Linked DNA regions of Mus musculus: regions 1, 3, 4, 5, 6 and 7 are each linked to region 2. A link is a contact called in public HiChIP or PLAC-seq and promoter capture Hi-C data. All regions are on one chromosome and are shown on one strand. Each heading gives the region's core, a stretch centred on a gene start, on an enhancer-like site or on the middle of the called end of the contact. The rest is flanking DNA. Distances are from core to core; before and after follow the strand shown. Region 1 holds the start of Rab3d (RAB3D, member RAS oncogene family). Region 2 holds the start of Dnmt1 (DNA methyltransferase (cytosine-5) 1). Region 3 holds the start of Timm29 (translocase of inner mitochondrial membrane 29). Region 4 holds the start of Angptl8 (angiopoietin-like 8). Region 5 holds the start of Spc24 (SPC24, NDC80 kinetochore complex component, homolog (S. cerevisiae)). Region 6 holds the start of Kank2 (KN motif and ankyrin repeat domains 2). Region 7 holds the start of Ldlr (low density lipoprotein receptor).

What was found. Promoter capture Hi-C pulls out the DNA fragments that hold promoters and counts their contacts. HiChIP or PLAC-seq counts read pairs in DNA pulled down with a chosen protein or histone mark. Capture Hi-C pulls out chosen DNA fragments and counts their contacts.
Region 1: a promoter capture Hi-C map of liver shows a contact between it and region 2, with 4 times the contacts expected there. The contact joins the promoter of Rab3d here to the promoter of Dnmt1 in region 2. A contact is called at or near these places in 3 of 39 promoter capture datasets (the C10 cell line and liver).
Region 3: a contact with region 2 is called in a promoter capture Hi-C map of liver, with 5 times the contacts expected there. The contact joins the promoter of Timm29 here to the promoter of Dnmt1 in region 2. A contact is called at or near these places in 3 of 39 promoter capture datasets (liver and pre-B cells), 1 of 115 datasets of contacts at active chromatin or transcription factors (microglia) and 1 of 9 other capture datasets (liver).
Region 4: a contact with region 2 is called in a promoter capture Hi-C map of liver, with 3 times the contacts expected there. The contact joins the promoter of Angptl8 here to the promoter of Dnmt1 in region 2. A contact is called at or near these places in 1 of 39 promoter capture datasets (liver) and 1 of 115 datasets of contacts at active chromatin or transcription factors (pancreatic cancer cells).
Region 5: a contact with region 2 is called in a promoter capture Hi-C map of liver, with 2.9 times the contacts expected there. The contact joins the promoter of Spc24 here to the promoter of Dnmt1 in region 2. A contact is called at or near these places in 2 of 39 promoter capture datasets (liver and pre-B cells), 2 of 115 datasets of contacts at active chromatin or transcription factors (Th17 cells and memory CD8 T cells) and 1 of 9 other capture datasets (liver).
Region 6: a contact with region 2 is called in a FOXA1 HiChIP or PLAC-seq map of pancreatic cancer cells. The contact joins the promoter of Kank2 here to the promoter of Dnmt1 in region 2. A contact is called at or near these places in 2 of 39 promoter capture datasets (liver and pre-B cells) and 1 of 115 datasets of contacts at active chromatin or transcription factors (pancreatic cancer cells).
Region 7: a FOXA1 HiChIP or PLAC-seq map of pancreatic cancer cells shows a contact between it and region 2. The contact joins the promoter of Ldlr here to the promoter of Dnmt1 in region 2. A contact is called at or near these places in 2 of 115 datasets of contacts at active chromatin or transcription factors (bone marrow-derived dendritic cells and pancreatic cancer cells).

Annotation. Positions count from the first base shown.
Region 1 is chr9:21,916,794-21,919,493 of GRCm38.p6, forward strand. It overlaps Rab3d (RAB3D, member RAS oncogene family), which reads right to left and starts at 1,390. Exons shown (of 5, transcript NM_001324531.1): 1 at 1,229-1,390.
Region 2 is chr9:20,951,546-20,954,245 of GRCm38.p6, forward strand. Dnmt1 (DNA methyltransferase (cytosine-5) 1) reads right to left here and starts at 1,434. Exons shown (of 39, transcript NM_001199431.1): 1 at 1,163-1,434. The coding sequence starts at 1,242.
Region 3 is chr9:21,591,285-21,593,984 of GRCm38.p6, forward strand. It overlaps Timm29 (translocase of inner mitochondrial membrane 29), which reads left to right and starts at 1,438. Exons shown (of 2, transcript NM_178619.4): 1 at 1,438-1,786; 2 at 1,866-2,700. The coding sequence starts at 1,675. The coding sequence ends at 2,554. Yipf2 (Yip1 domain family, member 2) reads right to left here and starts at 1,547. Exons shown (of 8, transcript NM_138303.2): 1 at 1,244-1,547; 2 at 777-934; 3 at 616-696; 4 at 143-230. The coding sequence starts at 1,274.
Region 4 is chr9:21,834,091-21,836,790 of GRCm38.p6, forward strand. Angptl8 (angiopoietin-like 8) reads left to right here and starts at 1,420. Exons shown (of 4, transcript NM_001080940.1): 1 at 1,420-1,724; 2 at 1,826-1,987. The coding sequence starts at 1,428. The region is part of intron 14 of Dock6 (dedicator of cytokinesis 6); the gene reads right to left.
Region 5 is chr9:21,759,032-21,761,731 of GRCm38.p6, forward strand. Spc24 (SPC24, NDC80 kinetochore complex component, homolog (S. cerevisiae)) reads right to left here and starts at 1,272. Exons shown (of 5, transcript NM_026282.6): 1 at 1,088-1,272. The coding sequence starts at 1,247.
Region 6 is chr9:21,797,137-21,799,836 of GRCm38.p6, forward strand. It overlaps Kank2 (KN motif and ankyrin repeat domains 2), which reads right to left and starts at 1,410. Exons shown (of 12, transcript NM_145611.4): 1 at 1,346-1,410.
Region 7 is chr9:21,722,221-21,724,920 of GRCm38.p6, forward strand. Ldlr (low density lipoprotein receptor) reads left to right here and starts at 1,356. Exons shown (of 18, transcript NM_010700.3): 1 at 1,356-1,624. The coding sequence starts at 1,558. It overlaps Gm26511 (a long non-coding RNA gene), which reads right to left and starts at 1,136. Exons shown (of 4, transcript XR_001779098.2): 1 at 1-1,136.

The DNA.
Region 1 (2,700 bases), core at 140-2,639, 970 kb after region 2:
TGGGGTGGGTTATATGAGAACTTGTCTCAGAAAGAAAGGAAGGGAGGAAGGAAGGAAGGAAGGAAAAAAGAAAGAGAGAGGGACAGAGAGAGAGAAAGAGAAAAAGGAAAGAAATATGGAACCTTTATAGTGGAAGGTTCAGATCTTCTCCCTTCAGGTGCAGGACCAGGTAACAGGTGAAAACTCAGGGCCAGTTGGGGCTGGGGGGCCGTGGTGGTGAGGAAGTTGCACGGGCTGCAAGCTGGACTTTGCCCAGTGCAAGCAGCTGGTATGGCCAGGTGTGTAGGTGTGTGTGTGACTGCCAGCTAGACAGAGCCCCTTCCATCAAGGCTTGGATGTTGAATTTAGCTGGTGCTTGCCTCTGGGGTGCTGTCCTGTCCTCTCCAAATCCACTGTAACCCTTTCCCTGTCTCCCAGGGTGAGGGTAATTTCTATATATATAACATAAGGTTTAAAGGCCCAGTTAGGCTCCCAAGTGGGTATCTACCATTTTATTTGTCAAAGGGGCCGGGCCTGGCTCCCTCTTGGCCAAAGCTGACTCACCCCAGCCATGGTCCACAAAGACAGGACTGAAAGTCATCAAATCCAAGAGAATTATCCTAGCCACTTAATGACTGCAAAACCCACCACCCCATATCCTCCTGTTTATATCTTCCCACACTCCAGCATTCTGTTTTATCCAAATCTAGGGTGTTCTTCCAAGCTCTCCCCCACCCCCGCCCCCACTTTGCTTTCTCCAGCTGTCTAGCTTAGAGCTGCTCTCCGAAGCCCAAGCAAAAGTATTTCTCAATGGCCTTCGGTGTTTTCTGTTTCTCTACTCCGTGCATTTCTAAGGAGAACGCAGCCAACCCCACCCTGTGTTCCGGGAGAACGGGTTTGAGGCGTCCGTCGGGCAGGGCCTCCAGGCTGGCCCCCGCCCCACCACGGCTTCTCTTCTGGGCCATCTAGGGGTCCCCTAGCCCTCAAGGTTGGCACCCGAACAGTCACTGCACTGCGTGCACCAGCAAGTGCCTCCCCCATCACCATATGGCGCCGTCGCTCGGCCCCAAGCTGGGCTTCTCGCCCACCCCGCCACCGTTCGCAGAGCTTGCCGGGTGCGGGGAACCCAGAAGAGCCAGCAGCACTGACAGGGGGTGCGGGACCCAGGCTCGCGCGGACCCCAGTTCAACCCTGTCATAGTGCACGCGCGTATCAGCGGGTTGGCAGGTGCACTCGCTCCTGGGCTCACCTCGGGTCCCGCCTTGCACACCAGGATCCGCCCACGAAGTTGCTACGGCCCCGCACAGGGCTGCGACCCTCGCCCCACAGCTGCCGGCGCTGCCAACACTGACACCCGGATCCCGCGCCGGCTCCGCCCAGGCGGAGGGGGCGAGGCCGCAGAAGACTAGGCGAGGTGAGCGGGTGGGGCCTAGAAGGGGCGGGGCGCCTTGAGAGTTGGCGCCCGGCGGTGGGCGTGGTCTTACGGGTGTGGGCGCCGCCAACGGAGCCAGGAGATGGGCGTGGCCTGTCGGAGGCTTGGACGCCACAAAAGTCCTAGCTGAGTGGGCGAGCCTTGCAGGCGGAGGTGGGGTCTGGCAGGGGCGGGGCCACCTCAAGAGGCGTCAGAGGTGGGCAGGGAGTTGAGAGGATGGGACCTGGTAGTATGGTAGGAGAGGGGTGGTAGGGATCTGGGAGTGCAAGTCTGTGGTCCTGAGCTAGAGCCCAGAGGAGCGGGAAGAGGCATTAAGTCCCATCAGAGCCTCTCTTTCCTAACTAGAGGTAGAAAACATTTTCTATGCATTCTGTGTTAACAGGAAAACCTCAGCAGCTGAGTTCTATTCCCATCTCCCCTTTCTAGGACTGTGACTCCTGACATATTTAACCTCTCTCAACCTCAATGTTTCCCTCTGTCGAGTGGTTCATAACAAGATTAGTGTAACCATAGTTTTATTCCTTTTACTTTTGGGGGCTGGAGAGATGTCTCAGCGGTTAAAATCACTTGTTCTTGTTGAGGATATGAGTTTGAGTCTCAGGACTCACATGGTGTCTAATAACTCCAGTTCCAGGAGACCTGACCCTTCTTACTTCATCAAACTGCAAGAGCCCACGTGGTGCAGACAAAACACTCATGTAAAATAAAATTTAAAATTCTAAAAATTAAAATTTTTTTGTTTGTTTTCCAGGCTTGCCTCAAACTCCTTAAGTACCAAGAGTAAATGTGAACTGATTCCCCTGGCTCCACCTCCCAAGGTCTGGGATTGAAGGTGTACAAAGCCATGCTGCTTTACACGGTGCTAGGGATGGAGCCCAAGGCTTCTTATATAGAGAGTGGTTACTCTATCTCCCCAGTGCTGGCCTGAATCCTAGGCATAATCCCCGTTCCACGTGGGAGGAGTCTGGCTCTAAAGGGTGCTAGATTCTTCTGTTCAACATGCCTAAGGGCTCTTGGAGTTAAAACATGTTTTAGAAATAAGGAAACTGGGGCTGGAGAGATGGCTCAGCAGTTAAGAGCACTGACTGTTCTTCCAGAGGTCCTGAGTTCAAATCTCAGGAACCACATGGTGGCTCACAACCATCTGTGATGGGATCTGATGCCCTCTTCTGGTGTGCCTGAAGACAGCTACAGTGTATTCATATATATAAATAAGGAAACTGAGGATCAAAGAAAAGTAGATATTTGCCAGAGTCCACACAGCAAGATTTCGAATTCAGTTGCTACTA
Region 2 (2,700 bases), core at 184-2,683:
CTAACCCCCGGGATAGCAAAAGCAGACTCAGAATCGGGTTGGGATGTGTCCAGCACTAGCAGGGCACCTATGACTAATGCTCAATGACGCGCGGGACAAGCTTTCAGGAATGAACGGATTGACGATGCCCTTCTGGAACAGGAAGCGGGATCCAGTGTTCCCGCCAATCCTTGCACACAGCCGTCCTCATGGAGGCGTGGAAGGTACTAGTGGAGGGCCCATTACCCAGGTCTTCCTTGATTGCTTGGGGAGGGGGGGGGGAGAGGGGGGATTCATATGCACTGAAATGGGGGACTTTACCTGCCATCCCTCACTCCTCGAAATAAACACTGGACAATGTAAAAAGCTTCCTCGATGGCGCCAGGACCGAAAGAACTGGTTTACAGGGGCTAAAATAATAGGGCGGGGGCCGAGACATCTCACTACCATTCATCTTTCCTTCCCCCTGATAAACACTTTGAATGGAGTTAAAGGTTTCCTCGATTGCTCTGGGATCTCGGGACAGAGTTATGTCACTGCCAAAGTGGAGGGCCCATTCTGCAGCACCAGCTCTTTCCAGGCAGAGTCTCTTTGATAGCTCCAGGATCGCAGGAGCTCCTTTACGTTAGGATGAAAACAAAACAAAATCCCACGAGGGCTTCAAGCTGCCCAGGCCCGGCCCGGCAGGATGAGAGAGAAAAGGTCCTAGGACTTGACAGCGGGGCTGGGAAGGAGGGCCCTTCTGAACCAGGGCCAGGGGAACCGGCGGAGGGACCCTCGGGTGGGCGCGGCGGGATCTGCAGGGCACCGGAAGTGGAGGCTGGAGCGGAGTGGGGGCTTCAGGGTGTCCACAGGCCGGGAGAGGGGCACTTCCTGCACACCCAGGAGCCTGGCTGACCAAAGAGGGGAACCCCTGAGGGTGTCCCCAAGCTTGTTCTATTTCAGAGGGCTGATCCCCTTGCTCCCTCAAGCTCCCAGTCAATGGGCTTGCCAGCACCCCGGCCCCCACCCATTTTGGCGCCAACAGCTAAGGGCACGCGCGACAGGAAGCACAGCCCGCGCCAAACGCTGCCCCGCGCATGCGCGCCCTGGCTGTCAGCGGCCGCAGGGCCACCCGGAGATACCCCCAATATATGCCTCGGCATCGGTCCCGCCCCTCACCCCCACCCTGCGTGGCACCTACCGCCTGCGGACATGGTCCGGGAGCGAGCCTGCCGGGGAGGCAAGCGCAGGCACTCGGGCTGGAGCTGTTCGCGCTGGCATCTTGCAGGTTGCAGACGACAGAACAGCTCTGAACGAGACCCCGGCTTTTTCGCGCGCGCGGAAACCAATTGGGAGGGGGCGGCGCAAGCGGAAGCAGCATGTACCACACAGGGCAAGAGAGTGGGGGAAGACCATGCTATGCCCGAAGGGAGTGCGCATGCGCGCAACGGAGGCACCCACACCTCCTGGCTATAGTGGGCTCGTCCGTGCTGCGACTGGCGCCACCCACCTCCCCCTTGCCTGAAGAGGTGGCTCGGCACTTGAGAGCAGGTAGTGCTGCTCTTGCAGAGGATGACTCTGGTTTGCTTGCCAGCACCCGCATCCAGCCGCTCCAAGCCCCTGTAATTCCACTTCCAGGGGGTCCTACAGCCTCTTCTGGCCTCTATGGGCATTGCACTCACATGCACAAACACAACTTTAAAAAAAAAAAAATCTTTTGAGTCTGGCAGAGGCTGTGGCATGCATGCATTTGATTCCAGCACTCAGAATGCAAAAGCCAGAGGATCTCTGTGTATTGAGCCTGGTCTAAAAACAAAATCTTCTTGAAAAAGGAAAAAGGTAGGCGGTGGTGGCGCATGCCTGCAGTCCCTTACACTAAGGAGGCAGAGGCAGGCAGATCTCAGTTTGAGGTCAGCCAAGTCTATACAGTGGAGTTCTAGGACAGCCAGAGCCACACAGAGAAAGCCAGTCTCAAAACAAAACAAACAAAAGTGGGCTTGTCTGCGCAGTGGCTAGCTTCCTCCCTGGAGAGCACCCACCCACATCCAGCCACTCGAAGCCCTGTAACTCCACTTCCAGGGGAAGGCCGCTGTGGACACTGCTCTTAAATGCACCAACAATTTTTTAACCCAAGATAGGCTTGACTTTACTATCTATACAATAGATAATATGGTTGATCTTAAAGTTCAGACCTCCTGCCTCTCTCTGGTCTTGAGTGATGGATTTATGGGTATGCCCCACTGTAACTACCATCTTCACTGGAAGATGAAATGTGTGGTTCTGTAGTGTCTAACTATATGTCCATGATCCATATTTCTGGAACTTACATCTTCAGAAGGAGAAACTATAGGCATAACTCTATCCCCCTCCCCTTCTGCTCATCTTTTGTTACCATTTTGGTAAGAAATACATGAACCCTTAAACAAAAGGCCTCCCGTCTAACCCCATCTTCACCCCCTTGTCCTCTAAAACGACCATGAGCACACCATCTGGACTCTTCCTCAGTGGCTTCATCTATCAGAGCTGAAATCACCTCCTTAAAAAGATAATTCAGAAGTGAACTGGACCAATATACCAATGAAGTAGTATAGTGGTAAGGCCAGGAACCACTTCTGCCATCTGGGTTTAATAAAAAAAAAAAAAGCAGATCGCAGAGAAATGATATTTTCTATTTACCTTCCACATGGTATGGAAGGATTTAGAATATACAGTTCAACAGCAGAATATTAACCTCACAGC
Region 3 (2,700 bases), core at 188-2,687, 640 kb after region 2:
CCCACCTTCTGCTTTCCATCTTGGTGCCTCCCTCAACTAAACACGAGTTTTGCTCTTCATGCATGACTGCCCATTTCAGGGCCTGGTACAGTCCCATGTTTAAGTAAATACTACATTGATTCAAACATAAACCCCCATTTACCATATAGGTCGGGACGGTTTCTAAGATGGTGCCGCACAAAGTTGTGGCCAGGATGGGGCAGCAGGGAGCCTTTGATCCTGTCCAAGACCTGGAAAGCAAAGCCCAGGGTCTAGAATGAGAATCCTGGTGTTCTGAGAGGTGTCAGCACATCCTACTGAACAAGCTCGAACATGTCACCACTGTGAAGGTGGATTTCAGGCCTGTCACCTTGCTTTCAGCTTCTTGCAGCCTCTCCTCTCAAAGTAAGGACAGTCCCTAAGTTCTGGATGGTCTTGCAACTACATCTCCAGGATGTACCCTCTCACTGGACCTGGTCTATCATTAGAGGTTGGCTTGACTGGGAAACATTCTGGCTTTAAGTCACACACCTATCCACGCCTACTTTGTAACCTAGCTTTTGCCTTCCAGCCCCACCATACCCATTCAGTCCTCAAGTATAGTGGCTGGACTCCAAGCAACTCCAAGTGCCTTACCTGGGAGGTATCCACATCAAAAAAGCTCTGATAGTAGTCAAATGTCCAGAATCTGGGCTGTGGTTTTTCTTCCTGTAGAAGCTATAAGACAAAAGACTCAGAACTTGCCTGCTCAGCCAGGGTAAGAACAGAGGCAGATCATCGGGGCCTAGGAGACTCACTGATGTCTTGTCATCCTCTTCCTCCCCTACTTCAGCTCCATAGCCAATGCCTGAACCCACAACCACAGCCACGTGCTCTCGGGAGGTCAGCTCATCACTTTGGCTAGTAGTAGCTGCATCTGGGGTCTCTGCCAGAAGATTTGTGGCTTCCTCGAACTCTACGGAGAGGGAATATGGGCATAGGTGTTTGGAATCTGAAAATTCCTTTCATCAACTGGGGCTATGGCTGCCTTACCGCCGTCCCCTAAGGGCTGAGTTTCTTCAGTTTTGATGCATGGATAGGTCTGTCTACTAAGATGGGATTCAATTTAGGTCCTGTGCAGAATTGGACGCTGTGATGTGCCTTTTGAGTTCATGGAAGAAGCAGGAATTGAGTGCAAGATAAACCTGAGGTCTGGGTCCCAGCTGCCTGGGGTTCTAGCTTAGGACTGAGGTAGGAGCTCTGACCACTTCCGGGCTCCACTCACCGTGGAAGGCCAGTTCGTCAGCTGCTGCCATGACTCTTTAGAGGCGTCACCGCATCGCACTCTGTGGACAGAACCGCATCAATCCCACAGCCCTCCCCAAGACTGATGCTTCCGTCTGGACTCCTGCATGGAGCCTAATACACGGAATGGAACTTCAGCTCCAAGCTGGGTCCCTTCAGATGCACCCCACCTTCCTCACCTGAGCCTACCTAAGCTGGCGTGGCTATTGCTCTATGCGCGTGCGCGCCGCTCGACTTCCCTTCAGAGCCCACCCTTCTCCACACAACGGCAACATCCGTTTAGGTCCGTTTCCTATTGTCTTCCTGTGGGAAACTACTTCCTGTATCTTGCGCTTGCGCAGGATCTACTCTCCGGCCTTTTTCATTCCGACACTATGCGTTTCTACTCGGCTGAGGAACCGCAGGGAGACGATGGTGACAGCGGCTCTTAAGAGATTCTGGTCCGGTGGGCACGGTGAAGCGGGAGGAGAGGCCGGTGGTGCCACGACGGTGGCGGTTAAGCCAGGGCTGTGGACGCGACTGAGTGAGTAGTGGCAGAAGGCTGCAGGGTGGGTGGCTCGAGTGGTCGAGTCCTTGTCACCGCAGCTCTTTTTTCCCCTCAGGCACCTGGGCCGGCGCGCTGCTCCGGGACTACGCTGAGGCGTGCGGGGACGCGGCGGCTGCGGCGCGAGCTCGACCGGGCCGCGCGGCCCTGTACGTGGGGCTTCTGGGCGGCGCGGCTGCGTGCTGCGCGCTGGCGCCCAGTGAGGCGGCCTTCGAGGAGGCCTTGCTGGACGCATCGGGGTCACTGTTGCTCTTGGCACCGGCCACGCGCAACCGCCACTCGGAGGCGTTCCTGCAGCGCCTGCTGTGGCTGAGGGGCCGTGGGCGGCTGCGTCACGTGAACCTGGGCTTTTGCTCGCTGGTTTACGAAGCGCCCTTCGACGCCCAGGCCAGCCTCTACCAGGCCCGCTGCCGCTACCTGCAGCCACGCTGGGTGGACTTCCCCGGCCGGATCCTCGACGTGGGTTTCGTTGGCCGCTGGTGGATTCTGCAGAATCGCATGCATGATTGCGACATCAACGACGACGAGTTTCTCCATCTGCCCGCTCATCTCCGCGTCGTCGCGCCTCACCAGCTGCACTCAGAGGCCAATGAGAGGCTGTTCGAGGAGAAGTACAAGCCGATCATACTCACCGACGATCAGGTGGATCAGGCGCTGTGGGAGGAGCAGGTGTTACAGAAGGAGAGAAAGGATCGGCTAGCTTTGAGCGAGGCTGATTCACTGGTTCAGTCCGATGTTTCCAGATGAAACCCAGGATTGCCCCCGGGTCACCAGGCGCAGGCAAACTGTTGGCTGTGGATGGTGCAATTGGTGAGATGGGTAGAGATAAATGGCCCTTATTGTGATTTTATGGGAAGTCCTCACTCTGTCCGGTTAGCCGAAGAAACTTGGGG
Region 4 (2,700 bases), core at 170-2,669, 880 kb after region 2:
GTACTGGGGGTGGAACCCAGGGCTTTGTGCACACTAGGCAAGTACTCTACCACCTGAGCCCTGGCTCCAGCCCCCGAGGGCCAGAGGTCTGGAGAAGTGGCTCAGCAGTTAAGGGTACGCACTGCTCTTTGAGAGGATCCAAGTTCAGTTCACAGCACCCACTTCAGTCAGCTCCAGGGGGACCTGATGCCTCTGGCCTCTTTGGACATCTCTGTTCAACCCTGCCCCCCAACAATAAATAAATAATTAAAAACATAAGGTGGTCCCACCAGTAGCCAGGTGGCAGACTGGCCTCCCGCAGCCCACACTACCACCTTATTGGCTCCCTGGAGTTATCTATAGGGTCTGTCTTTCAGATACAAAGAGAACCGGAACCTGGTCTTGCCTCTTCTCCCCAGCTGTAAGTGCACAAGCCCCAACCCTGTAGGCCCCCTTAAGCTGTGTGATGGAGGCATCTGGCCTGCTAGCTCAGCCTCTGAAGCTCTGTACCAACAACCAGTAACAGCGAGTCTCCACACAGAACAGTGAGTGGGTCTCTGTGACAGAGTCCTGTGACTCTCGGTGTCAAGCTCATCGCGAATGACTAACTTCACGGCCATTTTCTGTGGTGCTAGCGATGGAATGCTGAGTGCCCCGAAAGCCTTCTACCTCTGAGCATCACCTCAGCTCTTGTTTTCTTGCCATAAGAGAGGATCTAGTTCTGTAGCCCAGGCTGGCCTTGAACTCATGTTCCTCCTACCGCAACCTCAGAGTGTAACGTTCTATTTGCAAGGGAAGCAAGGCTGTTCCTTTGAGTGCGCAAAGTGGATGTTCAACAAATGCTTAGTACTACTTGTGGGACGCCTAGGTAGAGAAAATGGGTTGCAGTACTTGCCCTGTGTGTTCTAGGAAGTTAAATCGAAGTTAGCACAGATCATAAACCATGCGGGGAGTCAGGCTCCATGATCTCAGAAGGAGGATGTCTGTCATGTCACTTTTTCGCCCCTCCTCCACAGCTATTGGCCACACCCAGTGACCCCTGCATTAGCTGTCTGCAGGAAGGAGACAAGGCTGGAGCCCCTGGATGGCCCTTTGGGTGGCCCAGCAATACTGGGCCTGCTGTGTTGGATGTGAAGGGAGCCACGTTCTACACTTAGATGGGAAACTGAGGCTCAAGGCAGTGATATGCTCATACAGACACTGGCGCTGAGAGCTCTGGTCTGAGCTTGCCCACTACCTCCAACCCCCACACACAGCTGGCCCTGAGTTCTAGCAGCGTGATATCAGCATGGCCTGCTTAGCCATCAGTCTGATGCAATGGCTGAGCCTCCGCCAGGCCCTTGTGCAACCATGGCCGGTTAACCATTGACCAGGGGGGTCAATGGCAGCCTATGGAAATAAAAGGCAGCCGCAGCGGCCCGGGAACCACACCCACGAAACTGTCAGCCATGGCTGTGCTTGCTCTCTGCCTCCTGTGGACCTTAGCATCAGCAGTGCGACCCGCTCCAGTGGCCCCTCTGGGTGGTCCAGAGCCAGCTCAATATGAAGAGCTGACCCTGCTCTTTCACGGGGCCCTGCAGCTAGGCCAGGCCCTCAATGGCGTGTACAGAGCCACAGAGGCTCGCCTGACAGAAGCTGGGCACAGCCTGGGCCTCTATGACAGAGCACTGGAATTCCTGGGGACAGAAGTCAGGCAGGGCCAGGATGCCACACAGGAGCTTCGCACCAGCCTGTCGGAGATTCAGGTGAGCACTGGAGCTGGGTGTTGGTGGCAGGTAAGAGTCTGAGGAAATGGTAAACCCAGAACAGAGGAAACATACCCTGATGACACACCATCCTTGAGCAGGTGGAAGAGGACGCTTTACACCTTCGAGCTGAAGCCACAGCCCGATCACTGGGGGAAGTGGCCCGGGCCCAGCAGGCTCTGCGGGACACTGTACGGAGACTACAAGTGCAGCTGAGAGGCGCCTGGCTCGGTCAAGCCCACCAAGAATTTGAGACCTTAAAGGTAAGGGACTCCCAGGTCTGAGAGGGGTATAGCCTGCTTCTCAGAAAGAGGCCACCACTGAATCCTGGGCTAGAGGACCCTCCAGTTGTATATGGGGTTCCAGCCTCAGTGACCTTCTGGAAGTGACCTTTGCAAGTAAGGGCAAGAAGCAGGCACAGCTGTGGTTCTAGAACTCCAGAGGCAGGGGCAGGAGAAATAGAAGGTTAAAGGCAGCCTTGGCTACAAAGTTAGGCCAGCTGACTACATGGTGATACCTTGTCTCAAAGAGAACAAGAGAAAGAACAATCCTAGCACTGGGAATAAAGGCAGGTGTGTGTGTGTGTGTGTGTGTGTGTGTGTGTGGGTGTGTGTGGGTGTGTGTGTGTGTGGAGTCCAAGGTGATTTCTGGCTAGGTAGACATCCGGGTTAAGCTTGGGGTACATGAAGCCCTGTCTCAAAATATGTAAATGAATGAATGAGTAAGGGACCAACAAGGTAGTTAGTTCAGCAGGTAAAGGCTGCCAAGCCCATGACCTGAGATGGATTCCCAGGACCCACGCAGTCCTGGTGCTATGTATCAAGAAACCAATCAATATTGTTTGATGTGCATCTACAAACTATACAGAGCAAGTCCCATTTTAGATATACTTTACAAACAGGGAAACTGAGGCCAGAGGGTCTTGGACATTTGCTGGGCCCCATGGATGGTAACAGAGAAACTTGCAGTGGTCAGG
Region 5 (2,700 bases), core at 22-2,521, 810 kb after region 2:
TTCTCATTTTACTTTTGGTCTTCTGTCAATCAGGCTGCTTTGAATTCCTTCCAGCCTTCCATTCCTGACCCTCCTGCTTGTCTCTGGAACACTGGTCTGACAGGCCCATTCTGCCATGCCTGGCATGGAACCCAGGGTTTCATGCATGCCAGTCAAGTGTATCCCTGCCCCCTCAACAGTTTCAGGTTTCCCCCAATATCTTTGCAGAAACCCCTCCCCAGTCCCGCCCATGTTACCCCTCCTAATGATAGAAAGCATTTGTCTCCTCAGCCCATCACTGCAGTACAAATGTTATCCTGTCTCCTCTCCAGTAGGATGCCAGCCACCAAGGGACTCCTTCCCTGCTGTCACCCGAGGTCCAGCTCACGGCAGGCTCTGTTCACAAGTCTATTGGGAAGGCACGAAACTTTAAAAAATGTTCCCAGGGCCGGACGTGGTGGCGCATGCCTTAAATCCCAGCACTTGGGAGGCAGAGGCAGGCGGATTTGAATTCGAGACCAGCCTGGTCTACAGAGTGAGTTCCAGGACAGCCAGGGCTACACAGAGAAACCCTGTCTTGAAACAAAACAAAACAAAGTTCAAACAAACCTTTGACAGGGAAGGACACTGAGATGGGAGATTGCTCACACCTGTGACCAAGGCACTGAGGAGCTGAAAGGTTCTTTGAATTTCTCAGCTAAGTAGTTCTCTACTAGTCAGAGCTACATTTAAGCCTGAGTCCTGGAAAGTTAATAAAGGGTCGTGCCCTGCTAACTCTATATTTAATTACGCTTAAGTCCCTAGATGACAACCGTTGTCATGACAACGGTTTCACCGGTGGAGAAATCAAGGCTCGGGTGTGACTGCTCTCCCTCGGAAGACCCTCAAGAACGGCGAGCAGGAGTGGAGGTGGGGGCTGGATCATAAAGACTTCCAAAGGCGCCTGAGCTACGAAGTACGATCGTATAGAGTCGCGCATTGTGAGCTATGACACTTATCTGGACGCCTCTGAGCCATGGCAATTGTCAGATGGGGAAACTGAGGCCCAGGAGTACCAGCTCCCCCCGAGAAGTCCCCCGGGGCTGGGGCGCAGGGGACCGGCCCTCACCCCGAAGCTGCCGGTAGGCGCCGTCCTGCATCTCCAGCAGCCGCTCCATCATCTGCTCGTAGCTCCCGAGCAGCCGCCGCTGCTGCGCCTCGGCGCGGTTGGCCCCCAGCAGGCTCAGTAGCCAGTTGCTCACCTCCACCATGTCGCGGAAAGCCGCCATGACTGATCGCGCCGAGTCCGAACCCGCGCAAATTCGTCTCACCACGGGCCCCGCCCCCTCCCCAGAGCGCATAAGTCTCATTGGATCGTTCCTACGTCCGTCTCCTGCAGGACTCAATCAGCGAGGGGACAGAGCGCTTCGGAAGGAGCGGCCATTTTGTGGAGATCCTGTGCGAAATTTCTTCTGTCACTCAGGTGTGAGGATCAATCATCGTAGGCGGGGGAGGGGGGGGGGCGGCGGCGCGGGGGGGGGGCGTGTCACACGTGGCCAGTTTGCGATTGGCCTGGTACGCGTGCGTCGATTGTCGGGCTATGAACTCCGGGGAGAGTCCAGGGCGTTAGGAGTCTGTTGCGCATGCGTAAACTGGAAAGCTGCGCGACTCTTAGAGAAATTTGCAGGTATCAGTCGCTGCTTGAAGGGCAATGTAACGGATGGTTTATTATTTTTGCTTGTTTTTTTTTTTTAGTTTACTTTAGGAATATATTAATTATACATAAAACTGGGATTCATTGGGTTTATTTTTTTCTTGGCGGGGGTTGGGATGTGTGAGCTGTGAGATGTTGAGACTATGTAGAACTGGCTGTCCAGGAGCTCTTTGTTAGAGATCCATCTACCTCTGCCTCCTAGTGGTTGGATTATAGGAACATGCCACCACAATCATTCACCAGTCTCTATTTTTTAGGCTTATTTCTCTTTCTTTAATGTGTATGGGTAAACGTTTTGCCTACATGTATGTATGTGTCAGCAGAGGTCATAAAAGGGCATCTGACCACTTGGAGCTAGATATGGATGGTTGTGAGCCATCATGTGGTGCTGGGAGCCAAACCCTGGTTCTCTACAAGAGCATCCAATGTTCTGGGAAGGCAGAGGCAGGCAGATCCCAGAGTTTGAGGCCAGCCTGGTCTACAAATAAAGCTCCAGGAGAGCCAGGATTATATAGAGACCTTGTCTCAAAAATAAAATAAAATAAAATCTTTAAGTAGGAGTCTAGCATGTATCTAGCATGTAGCACTCAGGTGATGGGAGCTTGAGGATGGAGGTAAATTCCAGGCCAGCCTGGGCAACAAGAGCAGTGAACCCCGAAGCTGAGCATGGTGGCTCAGGAATCAGGAGCCTAAGGAAGAGGAATTGCCATTCATGGGACTCCAGAGTGCTGAGTGAATTCCAGACCAGCCTGAACTACAAAGTGAACCCTGTCTCCTTAAATACCTATACCCCAGAGCTGGAGAGATGGCTCAGCGGTTAAGAGCACTCACTCACTGCTTTCCCAGAGGTTCTGAGTTCAATTTCCAGCAACCACATGGTGGCTCACAACCATCTGTAGTGAGATCCAATGTCTTTTTTTTTTTTTTTTTGGGGGGGGGGTTTGAGACAGGGTTTCTCTGTATAGCCCTGGCTGTCCTGGAACTAACATTGTAGACCAGGCTGGCCTCGAACTCAGAACCTGCCTGCC
Region 6 (2,700 bases), core at 160-2,659, 850 kb after region 2:
CACGTCTCTGCCCTCACTTTGCTGGCATGAACACCTGAAATGCAGTTACCAGTTGTAGATAAAATTGGCTCTGCATCTGCCTGGAGCCTCAGAACCTCCAAGGACAGGAAGTTAGTCCAAAATATTTTCTGAGGACTTAAGAGAGACACAGAAGTAGGGAGCAGAATTGGGGTAGCCTGGGCTAGGGGCACTGAGGTGGAATGAATAATGAATAATTACCACACCGTTTTGTTTGGTTATTTAAGGCAGTTTCCTGTAGCCCAGGCTGGCCTCAAACTCACTATGTGGCTGGGGATGACCCTGAAATCCTGATCCTCCAGCCTGCACCTCATAAGTGCTGGCGTGGCTGGCTACACCACACCACACCATACATTCTGGGGTGGAACCCCCGGTTTCATACATGCTAGGCCCACGTTCTCCATCCCCAGCCATGCTTATGTTTTTGGAAAAAGATCTTGCAAGCTGAGTGTAGCCTCACATGCCTTTAATCCCAGCACTTGGGAGGCGGAGGCAGGCAGATCTCTGACTTGAACCTAAAACGGGGCAGATTCGCCCAAAGCACCCCTAGACCCTATACATCTTACTCTCCAGATGGAGCGATGGAGGTCTACGGGTCTCGTTATCTAACCTCAGGCTGGTAACTCCGTGGCGGGAGTCGGAGGAGGCCCCTCTCTCCACAAGATCCCGGGATGAGAGAGGCGGAAGGAGGCTGGAAGAATCAACAGGTGGGAGTTTCCAGGAAAGGGCCACAGGGTCTCCCCAGAGTGCACCCCCCCCCACCACCAGCCTGGGTGAATCTGGGATCTGGGGGTTTTCCTGCCGCGCTCCCTCCGCCCCTAAAGTTGGGGGTGAGGAGGACCCCGCCCCGGGCGGGGAGGGGGCGGGGCCTGCGGGGTCCCAGTCTAATGGCAAACATCTGCTGATCCCCACACCCGCCCAGCAGCCAGGCCCAGCCCGGCCGGACGCCCGGATGCCTTCCCGCCGCTGAGGGGCCTGGTCCGGCCACCCGGAGCTGCGAGAGCGGGGACCTGGGAAGGTTAGGGGACAGAGCTAGACGAGAGTGGCGGAGCAGAGGAAGAGAGGCAGGGAATGATAAAGGCATAGAGGTGGGCTAGGGGCAAGGGAAGCAGGGCCCAGGTCAGGGCTGGGGAGGGGAGAGGAGCGCGGGGACCCAGACGCTCCGGTTTGCAAAGTTTGGGCGCAGATGTTAAGACTTGAGAGGGACCAGCTAAGAGAGAGTGTGCGAGCTTGTAGCCTCGGGTTGGAGGTGGGTTAGAAATCCTGATAGTGCCCCTAGAGTAGCCCGGACCCCACGCCACCCCGATCAGCCCTCCGTCCCACTCGCCTGGCACGCTCGAGCCTCCGCCGTCCCAGGCGTCCTGCCCGCTCCGCCTCAGTCGCCGCAAGCTTGCGGAGCCAGCGCGGTAGCCACGCCCCCACCAGAAAGCCACGCCCCTCCAGTCTCCCGGGCGCCTCGGCCGCGGGGCCTGGGGGCGAAGTTGAAGGGTGGTCGTGGGGGTGCACGCGCTCTCGCTGCGGCCTGAGCACGTCCTAGGGTCTCAGTCGGCTCCTGGCCACCAGCCCTCCGGACAGGGTCCCCGCTTCTCCAAGCCTGGTGCCCGCCCTTCGCAGCTGGACGCTGCAGGGGGCGGAGCTGGCCGCAGCCCAGCTCGAGGGCGGGTGCGGTAGCGGCGACTGGAGGTCACCCCTCCCCCGTTGGCCGCCAGCAGCTGGAAGTCTTCCAGCTGCAGGCCGGGTGCACCATGGCGTGACCGCCGACCCAAACTCTAAGATTGCAGCACCCACACCCCAATCTCCTGAAATTGAAGTTGTGCCTCAGTTTCCCCATCAGCAAAATGGGGTCAATCACATGACCCATCTGTTAAGTGTGTTCAGAAAATTCCCTTCATACTACTCTTGGGCTGACACAAATCACAGGGCGTGGTTTATTGATTTTGTGAGGTTGGGGATGGACCCCAGGACTCTGAATGCTAATCACTCTGCCTCTAAACTACACCCTAGTCCAGAGATGAACTTCTGTTTGCACTGGACTTTCTGAAGCCACTCTCACAGCGGGACTGCACACCTGTAGTCCCAGCACATGAAAGATGTGGAGCCAGGGCGATCAAGTACTAGAGAGGTCACCTTCTACTCCAGTAATTCTGAGCCAGGAGAGACTGTCTCAAAATAAACAAACTAAAGACAAAACAACAGGAAAGAAAGAAAGGAAGAAAGAAAGAAAGAGAGAGGAAGGGAAGGGGAGGAAAGAGGAAAAATATAGCTTCCTGGAAGCCTCTGCTTAGCACACGTGACAGGTGGATGTCTCAGTGGGTAAACTGCCTGCCGGTGTGAACTAGGATCTGAGTTCGAACTCCAGCATCTACATAAGAGTTGGGCCCACAAGTTTACCTGTAAGCCGAATTCTGGGGGCTGGGCAGATCTCTATGGCTGGGGCTTACCAGCCAGTGAACCTAGCTGCATCTATGAACTCCAGGTTCAATGAGACCTGTCTCAAAAAATAAGTGGATGACCAAGGGGAGGCTCGTCAGATGTCAAGACGAAGGTGCCTGCTGCAAGCCTGAAAGCTCAATGCCTGCGATCTATACAGTGGAAGGGGAGAACTGAGTTCTGCAAACTGTCCTCTGACTCCACATGTGTGTCATGGCACCCATGCACCCACAAACATACAGACAGACAGAA
Region 7 (2,700 bases), core at 106-2,605, 770 kb after region 2:
CCCTGGTTTGTTCTGCAGGGAGCTAGGCAGGGACAGAATCTGAGTCCCTTTTAGAAAATCCCTAAGCCTTTGATTCATCAAAACTTCTCTATCCATGGCAGACAGCCTTCTGGTTTAGCCATCCAGTGTCAAGAGGGGAAAAAGGCCACATGTGGTTGGTTTTGCTTCGAGGGAAGAGATGCCCTTCTGTGTGTTCAACTCCTTGTAACAGGATAAAGCGGTACCAGCAGGTGCCTAAGGAAATAAACCAAAAATCAACATTTCTGTCAACACAGGAAGGAACCCATTGATTCTCAGATGAATTATTTAAAATAATTTCAACTTTAGCTTTGAAACAGGGTCTCTTGACAGGTGGTAGTGGGGTGGTAGTAAACACTCAACATTTAATCCCAGCACTCAGGAGTTAGAGGCAGGCAGATCTCTGAGTTCTAGGCCAGCCTGGTCTACAGAGTCCAGGACAACCAGGGCTACACAGAGAAACCTTGTCTTGAAAAACAAAACAAACAGAAACAGAAACAAAACAAAAGAAGAAAAGGAAAGAAAAGAAAGAAAGAAGGAAAGAAGAGGAGGAGGAAACAGAATCTGTGTAGCCCAGGCTAGTCTGGAACTTGCTGTCCAGACCAGTTTGGACTTTGCTCACAGAGATCTGCCTGCCTTCTTCCTAGTTTCAGTGTTACCATATCTTGCTATGGAATTCTTCCATTAATAATTATAATTATTCTAACTACTGGGTCCTACCCCCCAAACCAAGTAATGTTTCTTCTTTCTAATTAATTAATTAGTACAGGGGAGTGTGTGTGGAAGTTAGAGGACAATTTGCTGGAGTTGGTTCTGGTTCTCTCTCCTTCCAGTATGTGGATCCCTGGGATCAAACTCAGGTCTTCAGGCTTGCACCCTCACCCACTGAGCCAACTCGCTCACCCGCACACGCCGCCGCGTTTTATATACATTTCTCGCTGAGTGTTTGTGTTTATGGACGGATCCAGATAAAACCTGCAACTGTACTTGGGTCAGAAATCTATGTGCCCATTCCTAGACAGGAAAGCAAACTTGCTGCAAGAAGTGTAGGGGTCGGGGGTGGGAGGGGGCTTCGCATACTTCTGTTTTGCTTTGGAGGTGGAAAGGAAAGCGTCAGAAGGCGACCCAGGGTGTGGAAGGGCGTGGGTCGTCCCTTGAACACTCAAACAGCAACGCGGGCGGCTAAGTGTCCGGGAAGCGGTGAAATTCTGTGGGAGGAATTTGAGGAACTTCCCACTGCTGCGGGAGCTTCAGGGGTTAAAAGAGACGATGTCACATCGGCCGTTCCAAGCTCCTCCCCGCTCAGTGAGGTGAAGATTTTTGAAAATCACCCCATTGCAGACTCCTCCCCCGCCTGGAAACCTCGCCCCTAGTACTGGGAATGACTCTGGGCGTGCGGCGTAGTTTGCAGCCGGGACACCGTGAGGCTTGCGAGCCCAGATTCGCAGCCGAGACACCGTGGGGCCCGCGATCCAGTGTTTGCAGCGGGAACATTTCGGGGTCTGTGATCCGAGTGAGGACGCAACGCAGAAGCTAAGGATGAGCACCGCGGATCTGATGCGTCGCTGGGTCATCGCCCTGCTCCTGGCTGCTGCCGGAGTTGCAGGTAAGGCTTTGCGCCAGGAGCCTGCCCGGGGTCAGGGGCAGCCGTCCTGAACTCGGAGAGCCCCGAGTGGTTTTATTTTTGGTCGAGAAATACAACCATTCGTGCGAACTTGATGTGATGTCCTTCCCACGTGGCTGGAGGGAAGTGTTTTGGAAATAGGGTGCCAGAGCTGTAGGGGGTCAGAGTGGGTTTGGGGAGTCCGGTGGGTGCTCTCCCAAGTCAGAGGTGTCTTTCAGAGCTATGTGTGAGGGAATCCAAGAGGAGGGGTCCCATCATTCGTTTTAAGGGCTGGGGAGACCCAGGCCCAGCTGTTCAACTTTGGGGTCGCTAGTCGTAGTTACAGGACTTGGGGGTCTCCACACTGCACTCAAACCCGGCTACTGCCGCGTGCCCCAAAACTCCGCCCTAACCCCACCTCCCACCGCACCCCCGAGCTCCTATTGGGTGCAGCCGGAACAGGCGAGCCTCGAGCCACTCCCCTCGCCCAATGGAGGAAGAGGATGATGTTCAGGGGCGTGGCTTGCACGACCCTCCCGGGTGGGGTGGGGCTACACATCCGGGCCGGCTGGGTCCTCCTTGTGAGCCTTCAGTCCCTACCTTGTCCCTACTTCCCTGGTTTGGTGCAGATGTGCCTCAGGCAACCCAGACACCCGTAGCTGAGACCATCAGGCAGGGAGGGCCAGGGACCTGGCAAAGACTTTTGCAGGCCTGGTTCGTTCCCACTCTCTGAACGTGTAGGATTGGACAGATCCATAAAGTGGACTTTAGTTTTAGGAGAGGCGTTGGAATTTGGACAGGAAGGGAGATGGTGTTACAATCTCACCAACAACTTCTTTGCAGCACTGGGAAAAGTGCTCCACCTCTCCCTCACTTTATAGACAGGGTCTCATGTAGCCTAGGCTGGCCTATAAGTCACTGTGTAGTCTCTAGCCCCTAATTCTCCTGCCTCAGCTCGGGAGTGTTGGGATGACAGGCATGTGCCACCATGCCTGGATTTGGGGACACCATGGATAGAACCAGGGTCCATGAATGCCTGGGTTACTGCTTTTCTTGCAGTCAGCCTGGCTGGCCAAGAA